2 separate regions of the Anser cygnoides genome follow, and region 2 is linked to region 1. Evidence: chromatin contacts called from public Hi-C data. All regions are on one chromosome and are shown on one strand. The core of a region is the stretch at or near the end of the contact, and the rest is flanking DNA. Distances in the headings are between cores, read along the strand shown.

Region 1 (7,494 bases), core at 2,022-4,521:
ACCAATACTTCAATGTACAGAGGAGCTGGTAAAGGCACTGCCATGAAACCGAACTTGAAGCAATGGAAACAACTTATGCTGTTTGGGATCTTTGCGTGGGGTCTGCTTTTTCTGGTGATCTTCATCTATTTTACAGATAGCAATACTGCTGAGCCCGTTCCCAGTTCCTTTTCTTACATTGAAACTAAGAGGCTTCTGCCCCTTCAGGGGAAGCAGAGAGTCATAATGGGAGCCATACACGATCCGTCGTTCTATGAAACCATCGATGGGAATGAGGTACTTCTGAATGAAGACCTTTTAGGTACATTTAAATCAGGGACTGGAAGTATTAAGAAATGGACTGATTTGGAAGATGCCTTTAGAAGTGAAGATGAGTATTTTCCATCCCAATTAGGAAGAAAATCAAAAAGTGCTTTCTACCAAGTGAATGATGATTATTTATTTGCTGCTGGTCAGCCTCAGTCACACAGCAACCTTCAAGAGATAGCAAAATTCATCTCAGCCGATGAGGATAATCCAAAAGAAAATATTTTACAGAACAACTGGGGCCATCAGAGAAGAATGAGGAGAAGGAGCGCAAAGCACAGGAGAAGCAAGATGCTTGATGAATCTGATGACTGGGATGGGCTGTATTCCACGATGTCGAAATCCTTTCTTTACAAGCTTTGGAAAGGGGATGTCTCTTCCAAGATGCTAAACCCTCGACTGCAGAAGGCGATGAAAGATTATTTGAGCACTAATAAGCATGGGGTGCGGTTCAAAGGGAAACGAAACTCTAAGTTGACAGGCGACCAGCTTTTCTGTGAGCTAAAAGAAAGGGTGAATGTGAGAACAATAGATGGCAAGGAGGCTCCCTTCTCCACTCTTGGTTGGGAGAAGCACGTTCCCCAAATTCCACTGGGCAAATTGTATACACATGGCTTTGGGAGTTGTGCTGTAGTTATGTCTGCCGGTGCCATACTGAACTCCTCTCTAGGGGATGAAATAGGTGGGTGAAATGTATCTATTCATGTGCATATGTATGTACACGTGCGTATTCCTGTTTGTCTTTCAAAGGATTCATTCTTCTCAAGTGTAGGTCTCTGAAGGGTCTGGTTATTCACTCTCACCAGTGTTATGTGAGTGTGAATTTACAGATTTCAGTGAAGCTGTTCCCTTTCAGAGCAATATAACTGAAAGGAAAATCTGGCCTGAAGTCATAATTTGATTTGAAGAAAACAATGATGCCTTCTTAGCATATTACAGCTTGTAGTATAAAAAAGACACTTGTTTCAACGGATCTGCCATATTTGGCATTTTTATGCAAAGTATGTTTATTTCTTCAGCAGATTAGAGGCATATTCAGGTTTTATTCCAAAAAGTTCTGTTGTACCTGTCCATATTTTGGGGTGACTTGTAGAGAAACTGCTTGTAGCGTTAACTGTCCCAGGCTAAACTTTGTCTCCGTGCCAAGAAGCAGTAGAGCATCATCTTAATCTTCTGCATGTTTAGAGTTCACAGGCATATAGAATATAGATCCTTGAGTAAGTAGCTTCATGCTCCAAGGTTAAGTCCCTTGATGTCTTTTCCAAGTGTGAATTTAAATGAGTTTGAGTATCTCCTCCCATTGTTTTTCCATTGCTGCACTGAGTCAGTGAGATGGTGCTGAGATGTCAATGTTACACAGAATTCCCCGAAGCTGAGAGTTTTGTGATAGCTGTTCATAAGAGGATTGTGGAGCCATAAAACTAATCCAAGTCAGTTTTATTTTTTCTTCTCAAAAATGAGTGTTAGTAGTTATGTTAATATCTCAGTGGTTCGTTTTGTAGTACATGTGCAGTATTGTAAGAAGGACGAAATGTACATTTCAAGCTTGCTTCCTGAGCAAAGAATTATCGCCTTCAGCTCCCTATAAAAACCTTCTGATGTACCTTTTGTTAATCCTCCCATCTTCCAGGACTTCACATCCCAATACCTGCTTCATCACACTCTATCATCTCTTTAACACAGATGGATTTCCTTTAAATCTCTGGGATATATTAGAGCCTCTATAATTACCAATCTGCTCTAATAGGTCTCCAACACAACCCAGGTGCCCTGCTGGCCTGCAGCAAAAGTCAAACCAGGGTAACCCTCAGTTTCACAGGAAGCCCCACTGATTTAGAAATCTCTGGGGTAAAATAGCTTAACAGCTCCTCCCTTCTCCAGTGTGTAATTCTTGATTGAAACAAATTCTTTGTTATCGTTATTCCCCATTAAATACGGTTCACACAAGTATGGATTAGTGCTGTACTGGCGAACCCAGAGAACAATTGGGGGAACCCCACACATTGTGACTTACTTACATATGGCTGTGTGCATCATGACACGTGCATGCTCAGGTACAGCCCAGGATGGGATTTGGTGCCCTTACACTCCTGTGTGTATCCATTCCCTCAGAAGGACCCAGGGCACAGAAAGCTTATGCCATTCACTTCAAAATAGCTTTTAGATTTAATTGGAATTTTTCCTCTGATGCCACCTAAAGGGAAGAGATGCTACTTTGTAAGGCCTATGCTGAAGTTTCAGATCTCCTCCTACCTATTTTACAGGAAAGCATGTGGGGCAGCAAGACTCACAAAAGACTTTATCTAAGTGTTGTGCAGGCCGTGGGCAGGTACTTTTGGCTGAGCAGACAATTGGGACCAGAATTGCAGGGGCCCAGCTGACTGACAGCAGCTAGATGGGTCTTAGTGGCCGTTGCTACTCCGTGGAAGTGCCAGCGTACTACAGATGTCATTCCAGTGTCGTCATCTTTATATGGAAAATGGAAGCTCCAGCATCTATTTGTATTGTTATTCATATGGGGAAGGAGCTATCTTCCCATGTGGAGTCCAGGTGTTATGTGGTGCAGCTGAGCTTACGGCCTTGACTTTCCACCTCTCCTCTAGTACTCTGAAAAAGTGAGAGGAATCTGAGCAGGAAGAGGAAGATCAGATTGTGTAAGATACACTTTTATTTATTTTTTTTATTCTGTGCATGCATAGCTGTAGGAGAAAACAGTCCCCTCACAGAGCTGGCATCAGGATTACAGCTGTTGTTTGAAACCACCAGCAGCCTGCCTGCTGTGAGGCACCTTGAATGGCTCCTCTTGGCTCTTTGGAGCCAGCTTGCCCAACCTGCCAAGCTATTCAGTGTCCACAAAGTCTGTGTCATTACGGAGTGGGGAAAAACACCCTATGCATGAGTTCTGGGGTTTGGGCCATGTGATGTACAGCCTTACTTGATGAAGTTGCTGTAGGCAAAGGCTTTTACTATTTATCCTCCTGAAAGAAAAAAAGGCTTGAGAAAGGAGCAGCACAGGACCTTTCTCTTCATATGCTTTTAGCGCCCTCTTCTGTATTCCTTTTAGAAATGCAGGCAGAAATTTTAATGAGTACTTTTGGTGCAATTGTGGGTGCCACTGCCCCACACTCGTTTTTTAATAAAAGTAAGTATGGAAGTCTGTGCCAATACAGCAAATACTCTCATCGTGGTTATGCTATTTAATGGGAGACCTAGTTGTTTTGTTATCATCAGGAAGTAACAGGGATCTGTGACCAAACCTCAAACTCTCTGTAACTTTGGAATGCTTATCTCCAAACACTAAGATACTAAGATTAAAGTTAGTTAACTTAAAAGCAGTTATTGTTACTGTGTGGCTGCATCCTATTTTTTTTAATAAAAATAGCTTTTTTTTTTGGAGTGAAAATTTTTGGAAATGCAGTGCACTGTCTCTCAACTAAGTTGTGAACCGTGCAATTCCCAATCCAATTCCCAACTCACACTTAAAAGATTTTCAAATAGTTGTCCAAACTTATATTTTAAACTCATAAGCAAATTTCAGATGTAAAGGACCTCTGTTTTTCTTTTCCTTCTCCAGAAGCGTAGAGTACCTGCACTTTCTATTGACTTCATGTCCTCTAGCTTCTACACAATCAAGATGCTTTTGCTTAGGCAGATGAAGGTTAGGTGTTGGGGATAGATATGTGGCTCCTGCGCAGGGACATGGAAGAAGCCTCCACTCCTTATCAGCCCGTGAGAAGTTGGGCTTAGTGGACGTTTGGCAAAATTTCTCATTTCAGACACATGTTCAGGCAAGCAAGTATGTCAGAGATTGAACTGCTGTCGTCATGTCACACAGTATTTTCTTGTCTGGAATACAAGAAGTGTGGAGTAAAGGTGTGAAAGGACAGAAGATGGGAGTTGGATAGGATCAGGCCTGAACTCCATAGAAGCATATTAGTTACCTTTGGAAACCTCTGCCTACTCCATTTTTGAGCTACACCCAACCACATATGAAGTGACTAGAGATAAACAAATGTATAAACAATTAAGGGATTACATGACCATTTTGGTCTGAAACATGTTTTCTGCTTCAATCTGGAGAAGCGATAAAAGTGAACTGTATAGGGGAATATTGACAAGGATAGTGTGTTTCTGGACAACAGGCATCATTTCTTCCTGTCCCTCGCTACTTTTGGGCTTTGATACCCCCTGAAAGGAAGCACTGGGTAGATGATTATCTTTCATCCAGCAGAGGACTGCATGTAGTATCTGTGCTTGACCCATACTTGACCTATAGCTGTTTTCTGTTCTGCATGACTCTGAGGTCAACAGCTTGTGGGGAAACTTTGACAGTTCAGCTCTGTTAGATCTTTGCTACCGAGGGATCCTTAGGTTTCTGTGTGTGAGCAGTTTTGTGGATTAACTTCCTAGACAGACTCTTTAAGACCTGTACTGGCCTTGAGAATAAGTTAGTTTGGTTAATAGGTTTGGGGTGGCCTGAGATTCTTCAAATATTATACAATACTGTGAAACTCAGGCTTATAGTTGAGTGTCATTATTGATTTGAATGTGTAGTTAGATACCCTTGCAATTAACATACTTTTGCATGTAATAATTCTTTGTAAATTTTGAAATAGGGATAGCAACCAATTGAACAAACCTTCCCATATTATTTTTATCCAATAAAGAGACATTTTTAAGTATTGAAAGCTGAATTTATAAATGATTGATTTTTTTTTTTTCCCTAGTGGATGTTGGTAATGGTAGATGCAAGAGGATTTTTGTTTGCTTGTAGTAGAACATTTTTCATTCATAGAATATAAAAATAAGGAAAAATGTGCAAGTTTTACATTAGTTTAATTCATTTGTTTTATTTTAGTATTCTGTATGACTAATAAAAATAATATAAACAACCCCCCTTATTTGTACTCCCAGATTCTCATGATGCTGTTCTAAGATTTAATTCTGCTCCAACACGTGGCTATGAAAAAGATGTTGGAAATAAAACAACCATGCGAATCATCAACTCCCAGGTAGGAGCTTCCTTTTGTGAATTCAAGTCAATGTCACTTCTGTACAAGATGACATTAAATTAACAACCTCTGAGAAAGTGTTGGGTAATCTGGGAAACAGCTAGTGATTTAACAGTCATGACATATAGAGCAGGTAGAAGTTCTCCCTTACAGGGATGTTTACATGTGCTGTCAGTGTAGAGTGATTGCAATAGTTACATGATATCCTTGTCTCAAAGAATTTGTTTGTAGAATTTCTCGTGTGTCCTACATCTGTAAAGGCTCAGCAGGGTGCCAGAGTCATAAGTACCAAAGACCTTTGCCACACCACCTCTGGGATCTTCACAAAGCCTGGGCTGTGGGGATTCCAAAGCTTTCTTCTTATATTCTCCAGTTCCCCAATTATTTCCGTGCTAGAAGGAGAAAGAAATGGGAACTGAGTGGTCTTAATGTATAACTTTAGGCAAGTCATCGTTCTTTAAAAATTTGGAGTGAACTATTAAAAAAAAAAAAAAAAACTTTTATGTCCGTTGGATATTACATCTGAGATGAGTTTGTTTATCTGAGTGGAAACAGAAAATGGGATTTTCTGCATATGAGTGTCAACAAATAAAGTATGCATTGAGCTATAGTGACACCTTATGGCTGTGAGTAGTTTTTTAATTTTGAAAAAAACATTGCCTGAACTCTGATCTTGGGCAAACTAAGCCTTTTTCCTCTTCATGAAATGCAGCTAAAATGTAGCAACAGAATTACTGTGAAATTTTATGAAATACCGACAGAGAGAGTTTAATTAGTCAATGCCAATAGTATGGTTGGCCACGAAGCATGATATGTACATAATGATTTTTGTTGAACACAGAAATTTCATTTGCAGCTTTTCTTATGAGTTCATTTTTTTTTCTCTGCTTTCAGCGATGGCTCATGCAATGTCCATCCTTGGTGGGTGTGTTCTCTGTATAAAATCATGTTCTTTGCCACCATATATAGAATACTTTTTGCTGCCATTCCCTTCACACTCGTTTTGTAGCTCTTTGTGACAATGCAGGGCAGCCTGGATATTTGAAACTATGTGGGTTAAATACGACTCCTGTTTTACTAACAGGAAGAAACCCAAAATATCTGACTTTAGTTGTGAAATCAATGTATAAGAGAACATTGATCTCAGTGTCATTTATTTTAACTTTTTTTTTTCTTCCTTAACTGGTCTTGATTTTACTTTTGTTTACTTCTAGCCGAAACATCGTGGTTGCTGACCATGCCTAAACTCCTGTCTTGGGGCAAGGAGGAGGGTTTAGAGACCTCATTTAGTTGACTAGTCCCACTAGACTCTCTGTAAGAAAAAGTGCCTCCAGGCAGTGATTTGAGCTTTGTTAGCTCCTAAGTGAATTCAGAGAGACTAAACGGCTAAATTAGCTGTTTTATGCTGTGTGGGATCCTCTGTGTTCACTGAGCTGATGTGGCACACTCCTGCTGTGGTGGTAATGGAGGCTCATGTGATCTTCTCTGCTGTGCTGAACATCACTTGGTCTCCACAAAGCTTCCGAAGAAACCACAGGGCATGACTAAAATTCAGGCCAGGTCGGCTCACACAGCTTCCTCACAAATATTTGTATTCCCACCACCTTTCTGCTCCTTTAAAGAGGTTGGAAGCTCTCTGTGATGTTCTCGCTTCCTGTTGGGAGACTGGCCTTTCCACCCCCAGGAGAGAAATCTTCACAGGTCACTTGATAAAAGTTGCTTGCTTTACCGATTCTGAAGATGCATAATCCATGCTGGCTTTCTGACCCTCCTCTCCTTACTGTAGGAAATTCCTGCATTCAGTGAATTAAAAGGCTGTTGTGGCCTTCTCCTTCCCTCATGTTCTCTGCTATGAAAGCCCAAAGGATGTGAAGGAAACCAGTGCAGCCACAACACACATTGTTATTCCAGAGGAAACTCATCTCATACATATGAATGCAGGCTCACTAAGAGCTAAAATTTGTGTGGACAACACCTCTAAAGGACTCTTGCTTGCTGAAAGGCAAGTGAGAGAGCTCCTTTGTGTGATAACTGTAGAATTGAGCTTTTAAAAGCTTGACCTTTTGGTCTGTTTACTCTGTAGTCTCAAGAAAGGAGTTTACATTCTCAGACAAAAACTGTTCTGAGAAATGGAGTTAGCTATGCTGATGGCAGCAAGACTAATGCTGTTCTTGTT
Region 2 (7,494 bases), core at 3,224-5,723, 340 kb before region 1:
CACAACAGAATCAAGCCCTGTCCTGACTTGATCTTGGATTTGAACTTAAAACATTTATCCTGTAAATTTGCCCAAAAACAAATGTAGAAAAGCTCTTAGGTTGTCCTGAATTGAAAGCAACTATAATCTCTGAATCTTAAATTAGAACTAAGATGCAAAAGATGCACATTTTGCTTTTCCTTTTAAACAGTTTTACTACACAGAAGTGTGCAAAATCTCCATTTCTTCATTGCAGGGGTTCTAACATAGAAATCTCACTTTTACTCATTTATTTAAAACGTGTTGGTTTCTTTTCTGTTTCCTGCAAAAACTGAAAAGACATTGAAAAAAACTCCCTTCTCTTCTAATTAATGAATGCACAAGCTTGAAATCCATCTGAAGATTAAGGGCACTGTCTTCTGTATGTAGTCACACTAAATTAAATGTTATTTATAATTTGTAGGAATGCTGAGTAGGAGCATATATAAGCTGCAATATATAAGTTTTCATCCATTATTTTAATGAATATACTCATTCCCTAAATCTTACGCATATTTATTTCCGTGTTGGAAGAGTACTCTGTACAGATTTTTCAGAGTTTAATGCTAAACCTCCTTAAACTTCTCTGAACTAAATTCGTTTGAGATGCACTAAAAATTACCCCATTCTTCTGGGTACTACATTACTACTGTAAGTTCTTACCAAGCATATTCATAAATATTGTGGTGCAAAATGTACATTATATAGAATTATTCACCAACCAGACATATATGCATTTATTCTTAAAGCCTGAGCTGTGTCACACTGAACACCCTTTCTCCAGATGAAAATTCATGAAATGTCCTTGAACTTCAGGGCTGGTCATTGGTGCCTGCTACAGCTGCCACTGAAGTCAGTGTGAGTGCTTTTATTGATTTCAGGGAGAGTTGGCTTTGCTTTTTGCAGCAAATACTATGGCTCTTAGTAAAGGAAGACACCCACCAGACACCTGGCAGAGCTGCTCCTGAGCAACGATGGCAGATTCAGACCCACAGCCCTTTGACCACCTTGGTTGGACTTTGATGTCTTTTTTTTTTTTTTTTTTTTTGCTATCGTGACATGAGGATGTGATACATCCTGAAGATATATCACAAGATAACTGTGTTGTTTTAAGGAATCTGTCTCAAAATCAAAATCTGAAAATTGCTTATTTGAATAAGCAAAGTATAATTCAAAACCTCTGGCAGATCCCTGAAGATATTGAGGAAAGCAAACCTTCTATTAAACTCATCCCTTTGAATGTCACAGACATCTGAGCACAACCTGTCTCATATTTTCAGTATAAATTGTAAGTCCAATAATTGTGCTCTATGACACACAGCTATAACTTTGTCTTTTAATATTTGAGCCATTGACTCTGTGATCATTAGAGCTTCATAGACATAATATGCTTAGCATAAAGCAATTTTTGTAAACAATCTACTTTCAATAGGCAAAGCTGCTAGTCTCTCAACAAGAATAGTTATGGTTTCAACTTTGCTCCATTCACAGGAATCTGTAAGTTCTCTTTTCAGAATAACACCTTTTACACAGTATGCCTAATTTTTACTGCCACAGACTTCTGTTGCTGTCTCTTTGAAATGCCTCTCATTTACACATTTAATCTTCTTTTCAAGGGTTTAACACTTGGCTGTATACATTCACAGCTGTGACAAATTTCACCTCTAAGTCTTAGAGCTTTTTTTTTTCACTGGTATTTCACAGAAATCTGTACGGTTGTCCTTAACTTGAAGGAGTGCAGAAGCAGCAGCTTATGAAATCCAGATATTTCTCTGCATTTCTGCAGCCCACAACAGACGCCTAGGTGATTACAGTCAGAACCTCTTCCAAGTGAAGGCACAGAGACAGAAATCGCAGTGGTAGTGTTTTCAAGGTCCCTGCCAGCCCACTGAAATCCACGGGAGCTGAGGTTGCTTCATACTTCTGATGGTGGGGAGGGGAATATTCTGCCACTTTTCCCACTTTTCCCACACTGGCTGTGTGTGCAATGACAGTCCTCTAAACCCAGACCTTGGAAAAGGCAGAGCCTGCCTATCCCTTTCTTATGGTGACTGGGGAAATATGTAGCTATTAAATCACTGTGAAAGAAAATGTTCTTTGCTCCTATAAGCATCTCAACTCCTTGTGGTAACTTTCTGTGTGAACCCCAGTTTGTCACATGGAGTCCCTGGCCATGATGGATGGTTTGAGCGTGGGATGACAGTGAAGGCCTTGGGCATGAGCTGTAAACAGAGTCTGCCCAACTATAAACACCTCTGTGATGGAAAATTATTTGCTGTTGAAGAAGTGCAACATTGAGAGCTGAGGAGAAATTGCTGTAAGTATAACAAAGAAGAGAAGCAACAACAAAGCACAAAAACAAGCCTAGCTGATCAGCAGGGTATGGCTGCTGAAGCCTGGGAAAACAATGCACAGTGTTTTGCCCGGGGTGGAGGCCAAGGCCTTTAAGGCATTGAGAAAAATGGAAACATCTTGTAAAAGCTTGAGATCCTGCATTTGGGGAGGGGAGTGGGGTTGGTGTCAGGTGAGCCTCTGAGTGCCTCGAGCCCTTGCAGGGACCCCGCTTCTTTCTGCTCCAGCATCTTGACACCTGATGCACCTTTCTGACCCACCAGCCAATCTCCCAGTTGTGCTGATGGCCGTGGGTGCCTGAGCATGTGCTTTCTCCCACCTGATCTGCACTCTTGTTTCTAATGTTTGAAGCCCTCCATAAAGGCTGACTGCATGATAAGTAATTTTGGACTAATTATAGTTTTGGCCAGCAGCAGCAGTGTCCTGCTGAAATTATAACTGGTTAGTGCGAGGTGGGGTAAATAACCGGTTCTGCTGGGTGAGTCTAAACCACTCCCAGCACTCTCTTCTACCTCATTTGTGATGAGTCTTACCACCTTTCATCCATAGCTCTTTGCAAAAATGTCTGTCATCCACCTCTGACGGGTTGAGGAAATGAAGATGTAGAAACAGTAAGGCACATGAAGGTACCTACATGTCACTGCACTCAGCTGGAACTGTATGCTGCAAAGCAAAGAGTATTTGTCTGTTTGTGGGTCTATCTAAATGGCATACAAAGGATTAACGTGAAGTAATTACGGATCTGGAGGCAGACTTAGGACTTTGCAACTGAGCACTGTGGCTCAAGCACATACAGGAGACTAAGTGGTAGGTGGATGACAATGTGTTTAAATGGAATTTCCACCTTCATAATACCTATATAATTGTCCTGTTGAGATTTTAATGGCAGAAAATTGACACTGAGGTATGAGCAAACAGGAAAAAAAATGTGCTTATGACTGAAAAATGATTGGATAAAAAGATCTAAGCAGCTGAATCCAGCATGAACAACTATTTTGTGTGTGTTGACTGTATTTAAACCTCCTCTAGGTTATAAACAGTTGCTGGAATAGGTGTACATATGCAATGGAGAAATTAATTATAGGATTGGGCACCTGAGGAATGCAAAACAGATATAGGCCAATCTGTCTGAAATCCAGATGGTAAAGGGTCAGGTCCCAGGATCTTGTTCCCATAGACTTGTCCCAGTGCTTCACACCTTTCACTATTTGCTGCTTCAGGAAGGAAAACAGGCTGGGATGCTCTGGGGAGAAGGATGTAGTGATCTGCTTACACTACTACAGAGCAGCTGCGCCCCTTAATTCAGAGCCTGTCCTGTCCAGACTAAATCCTGAGGGAGAGCTAACCTCAGGATAACTGTGTATAACCTTAGCTGTACACAGTTATACACTCAGTTTTTTAGAGCTGCTCAGTTATTACCTACTTGTCAAAAAAGATGGGAACCCAGATGAGCTAGGTCCATACTTTGGTTCAGAAGCGAACCAGTCTCAGGGCTCATTTCCTGGAATTTCCTCATCTTTCTCATCATTTTGGTGAATAATTTCACAAAAGTTTTGGGTTGCCAGCATACATAGTATTGATATCCTTCAATAATTGGATCATACCTGCCTCATTCACTGTGTTGGTGATGTAAAGCACTGGGATTGTTGATATAAGAAAAATAAAAACAAATTGCCCCTAGTATGAAACTTGGAATGGCAACTGTAGCAGCAGATATCCTGACAGTGTGACTACCTTAAAAAATAGAGATGCTTAGAAAAACAAAACCACAGTAGCATAAGTACACAAAAGAATCTTTAACAAATAGGTTCGGTGCTGAGGTCAGTGGGAGCAGCCAGAGAACAGCACCTACACACACACAAACACACAAAAAGTCACTCCGTATGTTTTCAATTGGAGGCCAGTACATAAAAGAGTGGAATGTGAATCTTCCTAATGCTTAAAGAATACAGAAAGAGTGGTGCTTACTAATTATCTTTTAAATTGGCTAATATGTCACCTGATGAGTATGTGCCTCTGCTGGGCCATCTGGGAGCTTAGTAGCTGCATGAGACATTAGGTTACATTACAAAACATGTAGGAATTCATTATCTGGGGCAATTCTCTACCAGCCATCGAGCTATTCCCCTTACTTGGAGCCAATGATTTTACTTTCCCATGAAACCTACTCTGTATTCACTCCCTAAAATAAGTACTAATTAGCTAAAGATAAGAGTCAAATAAACCACTTTAATTGGGAAACAGAAATTGGCAGTTAAACATAAAAGTGTGTATGTAAATATGCTGATTATCCTTAGCGTTTGATAAATTATCTCTTTTCTGTGTAGAACACAGGTATTTGTTCCTCTCAAACCGTGAGAACATTGCTATCATCTCAGTGTCTTAATTACATAAATTGAAAGGAAGTCCCAAATAAAGAAATTAACTCTATTTTGCCTATCTGGGAGATGCTAGTCTTTGTCTTTTTGCCCTAGTAATATGCTTCTTTAGGTACCTCTAGTCAAAAAGTGAAAAGCATTCTACCTTTCATTCTTCCTTCATGTTGTGAATTACATGTAATTTTTTATTTTTATTTTTTCACTGAGACAGTGTGAGAAACATTGACACGACTTTATTTAAAGGCTTCACTTTAAGTTTCTTGCTTTGAGTTTTATATTGTACCTTGTGCATTTCAAATTCCGATGTACTAGTTCAAATAGAGCTTTGCAATCACATTAAGCTGAGAGCTGCAAAATTATTTAAACCGACAATTTCGGTAATTTTGTGTCAAAATCTTCAGGACAATGTATATGTTCTTGTGCAATGTCTCAGCTCTGGGATCAGTCTCTAATGGAAAAGCCTTCTACCAGAACATTTTCAGCCACCTCGACACTCCAATCTTACAAGGTCATTCACCGTGAAGCAGCAAGGTCATAGAGTAATTATCCTCTCTAGACACCTTGGTTTTATTAGCATGAGTGGAGTTATTACTGAGATGCTCTTCTCTATTTTGTCACAGAATTAACATATGTAAATATGACAGTAGGTTACGTCTACTTGGACTGAGCTTAATCTGATTCAGGGCCTGATTTTGAGGTCTTTGAACATGCATTAAAATTTAAATAGCACAGAATTGTCACAGCTGAACAGGTATTTTACTGTTTGCAGAACTGGTGCCATTCACAAAGCTAGTAATACTGCATTTTTGTGGAACTAGCATGGGATCAGCACAGAGCATCTAGGTTTCTTGATGGGGAAAAAAAGGTTACCTCAAACTTCAGAATACGAGTTTTGTTTAACTGTTTATTTTGAAAGGGGAAATCCAAAGCATTTTCTGAAAGAAATGATGCAAATTCGTTACAGAATAAGTGACAGTTATCTCAAATTATACCTATGAGCTTAGGACCAGATGACTACCAAGACTACTTTAATTTGAGTGAATGGCTGGTGACCTCCTGTCTGTCTTGCAATAACCTGAAAGGCTGTAGAGATCTCTTAGGACCTCCATATCCCCCATTTGGGATAGACTTTGGAATATTCAAAGACCTCATTGGAAGAGTCCCATGGAATACAGCCCTGGAGGGAGGAGGGGTCCAGGAGAGCTAGGTAGATAAACAAGGAAATCCTGATGAAACTTAGACGTAAAAATGAAGTGTACAAGAGGTGGAAGCAGGGACAAGAGAGCCAGGAGACATAGGAACACAGTCTGAATGGGATGGGGGCTGATCTTGATTATACCAAATCTAAGCTGGCCTTGAGCCCCTGCAGCCAAACCACCAGGAGGAGGGATGCTCCCAGGGTCCTGACACAGGGATGGGGTTTGGAAAGCCATGTCTAGGCAGCTTTTGAAGATCTCCAAGGAGGGAGACTCCAAGGTGGGAGACATTGTGCCTGCACCAGCTTGCAGAGCAGCTGCAGTCCTTGGGACATGTGCTCATAACTGCCCCTAGAAAAATATCCATTAGAAACTGTAGAAAACGGAGTATAAAATTTAGACATTTTTTTTTTTTCTCCCCAGAATACCAGCTGCCTAAGAGGTTAAAAATACTTGGAAAGTTAAATACCCTGCAGTGTATATTTTGTGGTGAGGAAACACTGCTGGAATGAATGTGGCTATATTTTCAACTATGTAAACTGTTTTCCATAGATTTGCACCATTATCTGGGGTCTACACTCCTGTTTCCAGTTATGGCTCTTTATTTTTCCTCATTCCACTGAGGGAAATGTGTTCCTAACATCAATGTCACAAATACAGTTGATTAAATGTTCCAAAATCTGGTGTCAATTAAAAGAGGAAAAAATAAAAAAGAAAGAAAAAAAAAACACACCACAGAATGGATTAAAAAGGAACCTTCTGTTTTTGAGCCAGCTAGAGAACTGATTAAAAAAGAAGGGAGATAATGTTTGAACAGACTATGTTTTTCAGCTTACTCTGCTCTGGACATCAATGACTAAATAAGGTACCACAGATATCAATTGTTCACAGTCATTAACATATTGACCCCTTCTGCTTCCCAGAGAATGTCTGAAGCAACGTGATTGCAGCAGCAGGGTTTCTGCAGTCTATAGCCCCAATCAAGAGAGAGAGGCCAACAAGATGTTATTGCTAGTGCTAATGTGAAGGCAAAATTCCTACCGGCTGAGTTAATTGGACTATCAACTGATTTATCAAATCCATCTGGTACCTGTTCCTATCTCAAATCCTACCACCTTTGCACCAAAAATTATCCAACTTTTCTGCAGGCAAAGACACTTGCAACAAGGAGAAACTCAATTGTTGGAAGAGGTGGATGAAACTGCAAATACTACTAGCACCCTTGCACAAAATGTGACCAGTTCACACACTCTCTCAGAGATTAAAATAAATAAATAAATTAAAGTCTATCTGCAGAGTGGCTCTGAATCCTACCTCCTATCGCTAGGAAAAGTTCCCATACAACTGTGCAAAAACATGCCAGTGACACAGTGTGGCAATGCAGAGTGAAGGGGTACATAAAATTTTCATCATTCTTTGATGGAAAAAGTGATCAATGAAGAGGAGGATCTGAGGCTGTCCTCAGCCCGTTGACGTTACAAACCTGTTCCTGGTGGGTGGCCCCAGGCTCTTGAGCAGGCAGTGAGGAACACCCCTTCTGCTGGAGGCAG

The links. Hi-C and Micro-C count contacts between places; a contact is called where the count stands out from the background.
Region 2: a Hi-C map of granulosa cells shows a contact between it and region 1, with 3 times the contacts expected there. The contact joins two enhancer-like sites. A contact is called at or near these places in 3 of 7 Hi-C or Micro-C datasets (granulosa cells and liver).

What each region holds. Positions count from the first base shown.
Region 1 is chr1:145,488,033-145,495,526 of Taihu_goose_T2T_genome, reverse strand. It overlaps ST6GAL2 (ST6 beta-galactoside alpha-2,6-sialyltransferase 2), which reads left to right. Exons shown (of 6, transcript XM_013190226.3): 2 at 1-988; 3 at 5,221-5,318. The coding sequence starts at 13. Among named protein-coding and RNA genes, the nearest start is that of ST6GAL2, 160 kb to the left of the region's middle. Within about 2 kb of position 3,271, at least 1 of the 3 cell types and tissues checked has open chromatin away from gene starts, as enhancers often do.
Region 2 is chr1:145,826,615-145,834,108 of Taihu_goose_T2T_genome, reverse strand. No RefSeq gene overlaps it. Among named protein-coding and RNA genes, the nearest start is that of SLC5A7, 34 kb to the left of the region's middle. Within about 2 kb of position 4,473, at least 1 of the 3 cell types and tissues checked has open chromatin away from gene starts, as enhancers often do.